2 separate regions of the Rattus norvegicus genome follow, and region 1 is linked to region 2. The links are chromatin contacts, called in public Hi-C maps. All regions are on one chromosome and are shown on one strand. Each heading gives the region's core, a stretch centred on a gene start, on an enhancer-like site or on the middle of the called end of the contact. The rest is flanking DNA. Distances are from core to core; before and after follow the strand shown.

Evidence for each region. Hi-C and Micro-C count contacts between places; a contact is called where the count stands out from the background.
Region 1: a Hi-C map of the A7r5 cell line shows a contact between it and region 2, with 4 times the contacts expected there. The contact joins two enhancer-like sites. A contact is called at or near these places in 3 of 12 Hi-C or Micro-C datasets (the A7r5 cell line, Schwann cells and mammary epithelial cells).

Annotation. Positions count from the first base shown.
Region 1 is chr9:96,599,601-96,602,643 of GRCr8, forward strand. No RefSeq gene overlaps it. Among named protein-coding and RNA genes, the nearest start is that of Spp2, 150 kb to the left of the region's middle. Within about 2 kb of position 1,566, at least 7 of the 93 cell types and tissues checked have an H3K27ac peak or open chromatin away from gene starts, as enhancers often do. A contact at or near this core is called in the A7r5 cell line, where this site is marked.
Region 2 is chr9:96,407,139-96,409,930 of GRCr8, forward strand. Trpm8 (transient receptor potential cation channel, subfamily M, member 8) reads left to right here. Exons shown (of 26, transcript NM_134371.3): 18 at 61-152; 19 at 945-1,086; 20 at 2,127-2,298. Among named protein-coding and RNA genes, the nearest start is that of Spp2, 46 kb to the right of the region's middle. Within about 2 kb of position 1,518, at least 3 of the 93 cell types and tissues checked have an H3K27ac peak or open chromatin away from gene starts, as enhancers often do. A contact at or near this core is called in the A7r5 cell line, where this site is marked.

The DNA of each region.
Region 1 (3,043 bases), core at 316-2,815, 190 kb after region 2:
ATCTGTTCCCTGTCTTGGCTCCAGTGGGAGAGAAAGCAGATGAGCCTACCCAGGGATTAGCTCACAGGATCAAAGGAAAAGAAGAGACACAGTACAGCCACTCTCCTCTGGAAAGGCTGGGGACACACATGGATCACTGCCATCTGAGCTCCTCCTTTGGGTTGAGCACCTGTGAAGGTCCCTGACTCTGGGGGACTCTCAGGATCTTCTGTGAGTACCCGTTCACTCAGAGCATCACTATGGGCATGAGTTCTCCCAACAGGGCAGAGCAATGGAGAACAAAGGCTTTGGCTCTAATGAAAGCTGGGATTCTGATCAGGGGTGTGCAAGCGGTGTGTTTTTAACAACTTAGTAAGTTGTCTTTGCCCCTGTTTTTTTTACCTGTAAAACAGCAGTAAGAACAGCACGGGACTTTGTAAGGGTTCATGCAGCTGAGCGACACTCCTGCCACATACACAGGTGATAGTACGTGCTGTTATTTACAGAGTAATGGTTTCAGTAACATTATTCCTGCTGCTCATTATTTGACTTCTTCTGATTGTTTTAGACAGTCTTATTATGCACTCCAGGCTCTCAAACCCTGGATCCTCATGCTGCAAACTCTCAGATGCCGAGACTACAGGCATTGCTGGTCTGTGCCACCACAGCAGACCAGAGCAGTTAATAGTACGTGAGAACTATTGTTTAGAAAATTAATGAATGGTAGCTATTAACTATTTTTAAAATAGATGACTGGTTTTTTTTTCTTTTAAGAATTCAGTGTGTGTGGGTGTGGGTGTGTATGTGAGTGTGCTTGTGGTATGTGAGTGTACATATGTGTGAGTATGTATGAGTGTGTGTATGTGAGTGTGCACGTGAGTGTACATGTGGTGTGAGAATGCTTGTGTGTATGTGTAAGTGTGTTTATGTGTGTGAGTGTGTATGGGAGTGTGCACATGAATATGTGTGTGAGAGTGTGAGTGTGTATGTGTGTGTGAGTCTGTGTGTATGTGAATGTGCACACGAATGTAATTGTGCAAGTATGGGAACACACTTGTGGGAGTCAGAGGAAGACTTGTGGCTGTCAGTTCCCTCCTACCATGTGGGTACTGGGGATCGAACTCAAGTCATTAGTCTTAGCAGCAGACGCCTTCAACTGGTGAGCTGGTCCAATGGCTGCAGTTTGTTTTGTTTTTTTAATATTTCAGCAATACAGCCTACTTTTAAAACCGTGTAAATAAAACAGAATGGGGAGGAGAAAGGGCCACCAACAGCATCAAGTGTGAGACTCTTCCTGGGAACAGCTGTGCCTCTAGGCAGACAGATGAATCCGGGTGGCCTTTGATGTCTCTCGAAGCAGAGTATTCCGATGAGTCCTGGCCTCCCCAGAGCGTTTTCATCATCCCTAATTTGGAATCTGCTGCAGAAGCCATTATCAGCAACTTGGAGCATGCTTCCCAGAACAGCAGTTAGAAACCCAAATAAATGCTCTCCTTTCCCAAATGCTTGACTCGGGAATGCGAGCCCCTGAGTCACAGCTCTTGACTTCAGGGTGACCTGGCCTTTGAGGTACTGACCCGAGGCTTACCACCTGACCCTACATCACTTGTGTTCCTGGCAACTGGCCATCTTCTCTGTGTAGACAAGGCTCCTTCCTCCCACAGGGGCAGCCATGAGGATTTCATAACACACAGGGCTCAGCTGGTGGCACACGGAGATCTTAAACACAATGGAGTCAAAGATGCCAGCAACTGTTGCCACTCACTCCTTTGAAACGGTTTCTGAAAAATGTTGCAAGCCTGGCTGAGAAAAGGCAAATAGAGCCCTTCTGAATCAGTTTGGCAAGCCAAGCCTGACAGGAGATAAATGTGCTGTAAGCACATTTAGCAGCAACAGGAGAAAACCACAGGTAGTTGATAGGCACAACAGAGGAGCCTCTTCTGCTACAGAGCCCTTCCTGGAGAACACCTGCTCCCCAACTGACCTCTCCTAGGTCAGACCCTTCTAGGCCCTTGACTGGGATGAGGTAACACACTGTTGAATCCTAATGCTGTTCATGACTGAGCTGGTTCTCAAGTGGGCTGCTGTCCACCTTCATCTTTATAGTGATATTTGACCCCACTGGTTCTCTGGTCTTATTTCTGGTATTCCGATCTCTATGAGTAAGGAAAGGAACTGCATATCCAATGGCCCTTCAGAGACGTCAGCAGAAAAACTGGGCACGATGCTCAGTTGCTCTGGTAATGAAACAGATGCACATAAAATCAGCACTGTTGCGTCTACACCAGCGTCGGTAGACACGGCACAAGAGTGAAGCACTTGCTATGCAAGCACGAGGCTCTGAGCTCAGCATCCATGTAATAGCCTCGTATGACAGTACCATTCTAATAACCCCAGAGCTGGTGGAGGAATAAAGAAAGGAGGATGCTGGGGGCTAACTGGCCAATCAGCTTATCCAAAATGGTTAGCAAGTTCAGTGAGAGATGCCGTCTCAAAAATACAGTGGAAATAGAGGGACACACGATGTCTACCTTGGGCCTCCAGCTAGGCAAGTGCACTTGCATGGGCATGAGCACATGAGTGGGTACATGCGCGTACACACACACACACACACACACACACACACACACACATGCTTTAAACAAGAAATTAAAGTGGAAGGCCCCACCCTTTGGTGGGTCTTCAAAAGGCATCCGAAGAAAAGGCTCATTCACACACTTTCATGATGGGAACCTCACTGCCTGTCCATCCAGGAGGCAGCTGCATTTATCTGAACTTGAACTTAAGTCCGTCCACCTCGTGATCTGTCTTCCAGGACTTCACCCCAGTGACTAAGCCTCACGCGTAAGCTTTGTAATGTCATGGTTCTCGGCGGTAAGCTCTGAGAAGTGACCACTGGACGGGTGTGTGTGTGTGTGTGTGTGTGTGTGTAGGGGTGCACATGCATGGCAAAGCCATCAAACCTTCCTGTCACATGCCCAGCTACAGAAGATAACAAAATATGACCAGCAAAGTAAAAATCTAATGCTGCCTCACGGTTTGGAAGGAGTCACATGAAGATGGC
Region 2 (2,792 bases), core at 268-2,767:
GAGTCTGGAAGACCTGGTGTCCACGATGCCCATTGCTCTGTCTGTCCTTTCTTGCCACAGTGGTACATGAACGGAGTGAATTATTTCACCGACCTATGGAACGTTATGGACACACTGGGACTTTTCTACTTCATAGCGGGTATTGTATTCCGGTAAGTGGCTCATGACACCTTCCCAACTTCAGGCACTTTGGCACAAAAGATGGAGAAAAAAATCTGGGACATCTTAAGTCCATGGCTAGGCCTGGCCCGTCACTTTCCTCCTCTCAGAGGTGATCATAAGACCCTGTTGCCTCTGCCCCGTGGAGACACAACTTGGCCACCGTAAGTTTCTCCTCATTCTGGGTTCTTTATGATTTCTCCTTTCACTTTTCAGACAGGTTTTGTGGGGGCATAATTGCAACCCAAGGTGAGATCACTGGGGATGTTTAGTGTCTTCCAAATGTTAGTTTGTTTTGGCCCACTTAGTTGAAGGTGCATGTGACGTTGGCCAGCATGCTGGTCCTGTAGTCACTCTTCTAGGTGCCAGTATATCTCTCCAACCTCAAAGCTAGAGCGTGTGAGAAGACAGCTAAGTCTAGAAAGATCATTAAAGGCCCAAAAGTGAGGTAGAGAGGTGGCTCCGGCAGCAAAGTGCCCATCGCCATGCTGGCATGAGGACTCCGTTCACAGTCACAGAACCCGGGTAAAAGCAGGGGATAGCAGCATCCACCATTTCCCAAACCCAGGGCTGGGGCAAGACAGGCAGGGAGCTCTGGGTCCAGTACGGGACCCCGACTCAACAGTGGCGACAGAAAGCAATGGAGTTAGACGCCTGATGTCTGCTCCCAGCCTCCACAGACACGCGTGTATGTGTACACAATAATGTACACACCCAGTCACACACATTAAGCTCGGAAATGCTGTGCTCTGTCCCACAAGCTTTCCTTCCCTCTCTCCCCACAGGCTTCACTCTTCAAATAAAAGCTCTTTGTACTCCGGGCGAGTCATTTTCTGTCTGGATTACATTATATTCACTCTAAGGCTCATCCACATTTTCACCGTGAGCAGGAACCTGGGACCCAAGATTATAATGCTGCAGCGGATGGTAAGAGCCCGCCACACAGGCCACTTCCGGGGCGGGGCTTAGGAAAGAGGGCTCTAAAGAACCAGCAGTGTCCACGCACCCTGCAAGTCGATGGGGCTTCCTGAGAGTTCCCACTTTTCAGCAAGCTTCGGTTTGAGTCTGAACAGTTTGCTCAGAATGTATGTAGGGAGGGGCGTTCTTGCCGTTTTTTAATGGATGGGGTAGTTCTAGTTCAAGGAGGAGAACATGCTTCTCTAGCAATAAATGGGGAGTCAGATGCGGAAAGATGACAGGATTCTGCATGCCACACCCTGTATGTGAGAGACCGCAGGCTTCTTTTACATACAGGACAGGAGGAAATCGCAGGCTGGGGATGTTGCTCCCCAGAGCTGGTTCTGTCTGGAAATCAGATGGGCCACTGGATGAGCTCATGTGGACACCGCTCTCCAACCCTGAGACTGAGTGTGTGGTTTTAATTCAAAGCATATCTGAGGCATCCAGTCACGGTGATGTCAAGCTGTGTGTGCAAAACACAGCAGGAAAAAAAAAAGGGCAGGGGAGTTGTTTGAGTCTTCCAAGGGGTGCTTTTGTTTCCCTAAGAAGTAATTCTGCAGAAATAATTTGAGGGTTGAAAGCTGGCAAGTATCACCAGGTGTGGCTGGAGAGAGTTCCTCCAAACAGAGGCCCTCTGTGTTTTGAGCTGGGCCCTCACTCACAAGCCTGCTGCTTGACGATCAGGAATTGGTTTTCATTATGGGGAATAGACATCTCCATACCTAAAGCTGACGGGAATCAATTTCTACATTAGTGGCTAGGACTGGGGGAGGTTGCTCAGTGGTAGTGGGCTTGCCTGATTCATGCAAGGCCCTGGCTTTAACCCCAGCAGTGCAATCTGTCAATCAATCAATGAAAGATCGATAAGTAAGTGGCCAGGCAACTTGATGGTTTAACTTTTCTGCCTCTGGAACCTTTCTCTGCCTGTCTCTGTGGCTGGTTGGGAAGGGTCAGTAGCCAGTCACTGTGGGTGTGGTTCTAATGGTTCTGCTTTCTCCTCCTGGCAGCTCATCGACGTTTTCTTCTTCTTGTTTCTCTTTGCTGTGTGGATGGTGGCCTTCGGCGTAGCCAGACAGGGGATCCTTAGGCAAAATGAACAGCGCTGGAGGTGGATCTTCCGCTCTGTCATCTATGAGCCCTACCTGGCCATGTTTGGCCAGGTGCCCAGTGATGTGGACAGTAAGCTGGGCTCTGCTTGGGTGGAGGTGGACCTGGCGGTGACATTCTGACCCCATCCCTGATCCTTTCCTCCCCCCTCCTCCTCCTCCCCCCCTCCTCCTCTTCTTCTTCCTCCTCCTCCTCTTCTTCCTCTTCTTCCTCCTCCCCTCCTCCTCCTCCTCTTCTTCTTCCTCCTCCTCTTCTTCTTCCTCCTCCCCTCCTCCTCCTCTTCTTCTTCCTCCTCCTCCTCTTCTTCCTCCTCTTCTTCTTCCTCCTCCCCCTCCTCCTCTTCTTCCTTTTCTCCTCCTCTTCCTCTCCTCCTCCTCCTCTTCCCTTCTTCTTCCCCCTCTCTCTCTCCCTCCCCCCCCCTCTCTCTCTCTCTCACACACACACACACACACACACACCCCACTTCTAAATAATATCTCATAATACTTTGTTCTCATTTTGATCTTTAAGTCTTTTGACTTTATTTATCAGTATTTTTTTGAGACAAGACCTCTAGCCCAGGCTGG